Linked DNA regions of Sus scrofa: region 1 is linked to region 2. Evidence: chromatin contacts called from public Hi-C data. All regions are on one chromosome and are shown on one strand. Each heading gives the region's core, a stretch centred on a gene start, on an enhancer-like site or on the middle of the called end of the contact. The rest is flanking DNA. Distances are from core to core; before and after follow the strand shown. Region 1 holds the start of CCDC86 (coiled-coil domain-containing protein 86). Region 2 holds the start of PRPF19 (pre-mRNA processing factor 19).

What was found. A called contact is a pair of places that touch in the nucleus more often than the background predicts.
Region 1: a contact with region 2 is called in a Hi-C map of liver, with 6 times the contacts expected there. The contact joins the promoter of CCDC86 here to the promoter of PRPF19 in region 2. A contact is called at or near these places in 2 of 5 promoter capture datasets (fetal liver and liver), 16 of 47 Hi-C or Micro-C datasets (adipose tissue, alveolar macrophages, embryonic fibroblasts and 9 more) and 1 of 2 datasets of contacts at active chromatin or transcription factors (alveolar macrophages).

Annotation. Positions count from the first base shown.
Region 1 is chr2:10,903,742-10,907,677 of Sscrofa11.1, reverse strand. It overlaps CCDC86 (coiled-coil domain-containing protein 86), which reads left to right and starts at 1,482. Exons shown (of 4, transcript XM_003122668.4): 1 at 1,482-2,393. The coding sequence starts at 1,624.
Region 2 is chr2:10,850,505-10,854,089 of Sscrofa11.1, reverse strand. PRPF19 (pre-mRNA processing factor 19) reads right to left here and starts at 2,311. Exons shown (of 16, transcript NM_001128457.1): 1 at 2,277-2,311; 2 at 455-604; 3 at 221-297. The coding sequence starts at 2,295.

The sequences.
Region 1 (3,936 bases), core at 233-2,732, 54 kb before region 2:
GAGGGTTGGAAGACATGGGTGAGGAAGCGTTTGAGCTGCTTCTGCAGTGGGGACCTGCACCGCTGTGCTGGGGCACCGAGACATAGCCTCCTTGCAGAGGCTTCTTTGGTCCAGGAGCAAGGGGCATGAGGGCACTGAGCCTGTGGGTGGAGCCCCTGAAAGTGGCCCGGAAGGGAGGGACTGACACGGGATTACAGCACAGGGATGCAACTTTCTGACAACAGGGAAGGGTAGTGGAGTAGCAGAGCCAGCGCCTAACCCTTAAGTACCCTTGGGATTTCAAAACGCTAGATTCATCAAGATATGTTGTGGATGCCGTGTGGCACCAGCCAAGGGGTGAGAGGTCTTAAAGGATCCTCAATCCACTTTTCCATCCTCCAGGAACCTTGCCTATGTTTTCCTCCTCCTCATCTCCTCTTGATCAGCAGTCAAGTCACCTTGCACCCCATCTGACAGTTGGAAGAGTGACTCGGCAGGTGGGAGCTGAGCTCAGTGCTGAGGGCCCTGGCTGTCTGCCTGGCCTTCCTCCTCTGCCCCCTGAGCACCTCTGGACAACTTCCCAGGCCCACGCATAACCCCTCAGCTGAAGAAACAATAGTGTCTAAAAGAAGCTGCTGGGACAGCGGAACCAGGACCCTGGGATGCCTAAGCGCCATCCCCAGGAAGTTCCAAAAATACACTAGGGAAGAGCTGGGGTACATTTGGGCAACTGCCAAGATGTTCTTCCTAAGAAAGGCGTCTGCTCTGAGTGACTCAAAGCCCCCAACTGGGTGTCACGCAAAGGAGGGAGGAGACAAGTTCACATACTAGGGCAAGGACCGCTGTCTTGGCTGAAATAAAACCCAGAGACAATCCGACCTCTGTTTCTAGAACTAGGGCAGAAGGGGTACCAGAAAAGGTGTGCAGAGGGGCTGAGGGCCTGGGCATGCCGCAGATGGTGCATTTTACCCATACTCCAACTTCATGCAGAAAGCTGAAAATGTTGCAAAGGAGAGCCATCGATTTTACATTTAGGCATAGGATGGGAGAAGAGAAAGCAAGGATTACTTTTAACACTGGGCTTAAGAAATTTCCCACCTTCAGGATCTGCCAAGTAGCATTCACCCTGGCAGTCAGGATGCTTTGGCAGGATCATTTTATATACACTAAACTAGTGTAAAAGCACCCGTGTTACAAATGAGAGAACTGAGGCACAAACTGGGTAGGACCCCTAACTGCAGAGGAGTTACTGGCAGTTTTCACCCAGCCTTGCCTACGAGCTCCCTGGATCTTTTCCCAATCCTCTTCTCTCCCGAAAACAGGACCCCTTTTCCTTCCTCCACCGGCACACTCTTTTTCCCCGGAGACTGGGTTCGCAGGAATGACAAACCCCGATCTGAAGCTGACATTCCTTCATCAATCGCGTGTAAACGTGCCAAAACGCTTTGCGCATGCGCCTAGTAAACCCAGGCCCCGCCCGCCCCGGACTCCTCTGTACCCGCCTATCTGCCCATCACCAACATGGCCTCCGCAGCAACAGCCCCTCCTGCCCTACACAGACGTGGCGTCTCCTGACGTCATAGGACGGCGCCGGGAGTCCCAGAAGCTGCACGTGGGCTTGGATTTAGAAACTCTGGCGGTGCCATGGATACACCTCTCAGGCGCAGTCGGCGGCTGGAAGGACTAAAGCCTGAATCCCCCGAGAACCCCACCCCAGTTTTGCAGGCGAGACGGGCCCTTGTGGAGCTCGAGTCGCACCCAGAAGAAGCGAGGGAGCCCGGGTCTCCTCGGAATGTGCAGCCACCAGGTTTGGGGTCCCCCAGACGTCAGTCAGAGACAGCTCCAGTTTCACCCAGTCTACAGGAAGGGGCAGGCTTGGGGTCCTCCCAGAGACAGCCAGAGCCGGGCCCAGGGTCCCCCCAGCGTCAGCGAGATCCGGGTCTGGAGTCTTCCCAAAGGCAGCCGGAATCGAGTCCTGAAACCCCAGGACTTCAGTCAAAGCCAAATGGGGAGTCACCAAAGTTCTCCCAGGACCAAGAAGCGGATTCGGAGTTGGCCGGGAGTAAGGCGGAGCAGACCCCGGAGTCTCCCCAACATCAGCTGCAGTTGGGCCCAGGGTCACTAGAGCCTTACCCCGGTCAGCAAGCGCCGGATCTGGAGCCCTCGCAGCCACTACAGGAGCTGCCACTGCAGGAGCTGCCACTCCAGTCACCCGGTTCCCCACAGGATCAGAACGAGCCAAGCAAGCCAGCTCCATCCAGGGAAAGGGGGAGAGACGTCCTCGGGCCAAAGAAGCGAGAAAGTTCTTCAGTCCAGGCCCCAGCGTCCAAAAAGCAGAAGAAAGAGGAGGTTCCTGTTATCCCGAAGGGGAAGCCCAAGTCTGGGCGAGTGTGGAAGGACCGCTCAAAGAAGAGGTGAAGTAGGCGACACCTGGGCGGGCATGGGGTTCTGTGTGGTGCTTGGGCCTGGGCACAACCTGGGGATAGCCCCCTGGGTTGGAGAGCGCTCACAAAAGTGGGGGTGTCACACAAACAGGTAATTATAATCAGAATGTGGTAAGATGCACCGGGATGTTGGGGAGGAATGCCCTCAGTGGACCTCTTCTCATCTGTGTGTTCATTCAACACACATTTACCCTCGACTCTGCCCTCTCTAATAAGGAGGCAGAAGCAAGTAAAACAGTATTTACCATTATGTTACATTTTTTTGCCTTTTTAATAAAAGGCATTACCAAGTACTGACAATATAGAAAGCTGCTAAGCCCTCTAGTAAGGATTGGTTAGGGGAAGGGCCTTTCAAATGGTAGAAGCATGCATCTTGGCTTTTTTTTCTTTTTTCTTTTTTTTTGGCTTCACTTGCCTGCAGCTTTCGGCAGCTCCCAGGCCAGGGATCAAACCCGGGCCACAGCAGCAACTTAAGCCGCTGTGGTGACAATGCCAAATCCCTAACCCACTGCCCCACAAGGAAAACTCCTGCATCTTGACATTTAATCTGCACATCAGCCCCATGAAGCTGTTAGGATTATCCTCGTTGTACATACGAGGGCACCAAGGCTCAAGGAGGCTGCATGAGTGGTAGAGGCAGAAGCCGAGCACAGATTGGATTCCAGAGTCCGTGCATGGAAGCCCTTTACCTGTGCTCTGTAGATCTGCTGTGCATTGGATTACAACCTTCTAAAGGGTAGGCATGACATTTTGTCTTGTCTTGCTTGTCTTTCTCTGTGGCAGACAGCAGGTGCCTGATTAAATGCTTGTTGAGTGAAGGAATGAAGAGGCTCAGCTGAAGAGGGAAGTGAGGAGAGGAGAGGTGGGATCCAGTTCACATTTTTAGGTAGTGGGAACCACTGGGCAGTCAGGAATTCATGGCCAGAAGGGACCATCAGGGAAGGCAGTGATTTTAAGGAAGAAGCAGACATTTCCCAAGAGTTGACTGTGTGTCAAGCTTTGGGCTAGGCCTTTTGCAGATGCTATGTTGTTGAACCCCTGAAACCCAAGGCAGGTATAATCCCTCCCCCACCTCCTCCCCCATTAAACGGAGAAGAAACTGAAATTGAGGGAATAATTTGCTACAAGACCCCAATCAGAGACTTCGAAGCTAGACTCTAGACTGTTGGACTTAGAAACGTGGATGGTGGCATGGCCCCTCCGCCTTGGTCCCAGCAGGTCCCAGAGAACAGTGAGGCCACTGATGGCCATGCAGATCCAGATGAAGGGGTTGGCTCAGTGGAAAGAGGGTGATGAGCAAGTTGAGTGTGGGACCCTGGGCCTTGGTACTCGGAGGGGGCGGGGAAGTTGAGCTCTCTGAGCAAAAGGGGGCTGCACCCATGCACAGGCCAGAAGAGAGGGTCGGCAGAAGACCCCAAGCAGCGAGAGAAAGAGGCTATTTTGTCCCAGATCCCACCGTGAGCTGAAACCCTTCCCGACTTCCTTCTTCCCTTGGAATTGCGCTGCCATCCTC
Region 2 (3,585 bases), core at 1,062-3,561:
GTCACATGGTCAAGAAAATCAGGGCTCAGATGTGATACGAGCAACCCCAAGGCAAGTGTGCAAGGGAGCAACATGTGGAACCCAGATCTGTGTGACGTCAACAAGCAGGCTCTCCTCTGCTCCCTCCCTAGCTCGAAACAGAACACAAGGCTCCAGCCCTCCCACCCCGACGCCCAGTCCATCAGGCGGGGAAGATACCGACTCTCTTCCAGGGACTCACCCACTCATCCTGCAAGGCTTTCAGAATGGCTGGGATGCTGGTGGCTGAGGGAGGCTTGGGCCGGATTGGGTGAGCAACTGTCAAGAGAGGGCAAGTGGGTGTGAAAACCCGTGGCCGGCCAGCCTGCCCCTCCCCCATGCTTCCCCTTCAGCCTGCGTTCACAGACCACCACCTCCTCCCCCGCCCCAGGCTCTGAGCTAAGATGGCCCTGGACTGTGGCCAGTCAGCAGGCACCTTTGATGTCAATGAGCTGCTCCTCGGACAGAGGCTGGTTGTTGATGGGATCTGTGCCATTCTCTGCAATATACTTCTCAATGAGCCGGCGCTCGTAGACATGATTAGAGACAGGGGACACGCATGGGTGCTCTGGCACTTCATTGGAGACTGTGGAGAAAAGGCAGGCAGTGAGCCTGGGCTGTGGGAAGGGACCTTGGGCCAAAGGGATGCTTCACCTACTACCAGCCTCCAGAGGCCTACACTCAACCGATGAGAATCAACCAGAACACCAAGAGCCAGTTCTGGTCTGTACCCAGAACGCTTTCCAGCCTTCTAACTAGCTGCTCCATCAGCCTCCTGACAGTCAAATAATCAACAAATAGTTACTACACAACGACTAAATGCTAGGTACCTAGAGAGCAGTCAATAATCTCTGCCCGTCTCATTTCTGAACAAAGATGCTTAGGTACCCATTACACTGCAGAACAGGGAGACACACACAAACCTCACTTAAACCTCAGGCTAAAGCCTAGATGGATTCTCAAAGAGATGTGACAAGTGCTATAATAAGAGAAAGCATTTACGTGGTGTTTACTAGGTGCCAAGCACAGCCTGTAAACACTTCCCATTGCTTAAATCATCCCCACAACAACCCCCAACTGAGGTATCATTTACACCCTTGAGGATAGAGATTATAGCTGGCTTCCGACTTCCAGGACAAGGCAGATGCCCAGCAGGCGCTCAGTAAACATCTAAGAGATGAGCCAAAGAGAGGAAGGATGGAGCTTCCTTAAGGGCTTCCTTAAGATTGAAACAATGAATGTGAAAATACTTGGCACACTATAATTTCTTTAAGGTGTACCTTTCCTTTATCTAGTCACATTTCCCTTCCCCCTTTCTTTCCTTTTTTTTTCTTTTGGATTTATGGAAAGGTTCTGAGAGGAGTAAAGGGCCTGAGAGTTAGGAAGCAAAGAAAGAAAAGGATGAGAGACTAATAACCCAATAACAATGAGTACAAAATATCACAATAAAATACCGAAAGGAAAGACAGGTCAAGGCATTTGAAAAAAGCACAGATTCATGGTCAGGGAGAACCTGACTCCATCACCCAGCTCTACCACTTACTAGCTGTACTGTTTTACAAAAGCCACATTCTGCTTCAGCCTTACATCCTTATCTGTAAAACAGGATCTTTATTTCTGCTCTGGAGAAATGAGAACATAACAAGATCACAGTCTTGCAAACGAGCTGTAAATCAACAGAGGCTTTATAAAAGTGCGCTGTTTTCAGCAGTCCGTAAAGGGTGAGGCTGGAAGCCAGGTCCCTGGCTCCCAGCCCTGTCACAGCCTGTAACTCACTGTCCGACCTTTGCAAATTGCAGAAGCTCTGCCTACCCGAGCAGGGCCTCAGACAACATCCAGTGCCAAGGCCCTCATTTTGCAGATGGGGAAACTGAGGCCCGCATCCTTGCGCCACATCACAAAGCCAATCTGAGGCGGATCCTGCACGAGCCCTCGCATTTCCTAATTTCTACAGCAGAGCTGTTTCCCCTGCACCAGCTCCCTCTATCCAGGCCTCTGTTCAACTGCGCAAACAAGGTGGGTGGCCTCGGCGCTGCCTGCGACAATACACTTGAGGCGTTATGTAAACTGTGAAGCGTTGCGCAAATGCACCCCACGCTTGAGGAGGAGGACCCCCGGGGCTGACAGGCCGCCGCCCTGCCCCCCCGGGAGCCGCGTTTTCACCTCCACCCCCGCCCCGGCGCCGCAGAGGCCCGCAGATCCTCCCACTCGGCTCTGTGGCCTCCTGCGCCCAGCGATCGGCCACAGGCGATACTCACTAGAGCAGATCAGGGACATGTTGCCGTAGCTGCGCTCCGAGGCTCCTCACACCTGGCTTCGGATCAGCTTCTGAGCCCGCGGGGCCCACTTCCGGTTCCCCGCTGCTTCCGGGACGCTCCGCGCAAGCGGGGAGCGACCCCGCTGGACGATGCTCCCGCAACGTTTCACGTGGGACAGCGGCTGGTCGCGCGCCTCAGCCTCCAGCTTTTAACGGAAACTGTCCTTTCCCAGAATGCAACCGGGCAGGAAAGGGCGCGCCAGGAAGTACTCGGCTATTTCCGGGCCCGCTCGGCTCCTTTCGTAAAGCTCTCTTGGGGTTGGGGGAAAGGAGAGCCGAAACTACATTTCCCGTGATGCAGTGGGAGTTTTAATCCAATCAACTCAGTAATTTTTTAAACCAATCAACTCAGAAACTTTAAACCAATCGACTCTTTTGAGACCGGAGCGGGAAGGGGGGGCCTTGGGATCGTAGTCTTGCAAACGCTGTTGCGAGCGAGAATTACCCCGCTTCTCAAAACGCATCTTCCTGGGGTCCGCTGAAGAGAGCGTTTTCCATGGCTGCTCCCACGTGATTCTTGACAAGTGTTTCTCGGAGTACCCTTTGAAAGGTCCAAGGAAGAAGGCGCGGATGCTGATAGGTGAAAAAACTTTTCTGATGGCTGGGTTCTCCGCTAGACTGTAAATTCCATGATGGCAGGAACCACAGTTGTTCTGGTTATTGTTGTTTCTAAGAGGCTGACACAGTACCTGAAATATAGCAGGACTGTCACAACTATTGTTGGTTGAATGCCAGGCATTTTAAGTACTCAGATGTGGTAGGAAATAAAATGGATCCATTTATACATGCACCCCAATGTTCACTGCAGCACTATTCACAATAGCCAAGACTTGGAAACAACCTAAGTGTCTATCAACAGATAAGTGGATTAAGAAGATGTGGTACATATATACAGTGGAATACTACTCAGCCATAATGAAGAACAAAATAATGCCACTTGCTGCAACAGAGATGTAACTAGAGATGATCATACTAAGAAAGAGAAAGACAAATACCACGTAATAACACATGTGGAACCTAAAATATGGCACAAGTGAACCTATATACAAAACAGACCCACGGACAAGAACAGACTGGTAGTTGCCGAGGGAGAAGGATGGACTGGGAGCTTGGATGTAGTAGATGCAAACTACTATATTTAGAATAGTTGGACTGGAGTTCCTGTTGTGGCTCAATGGGTTAAGAACCCAACATGGTGTCCATGAGGATATGGGTCCATGGCCTCCCTCGGTGGGTTAAGGATCCAGTGC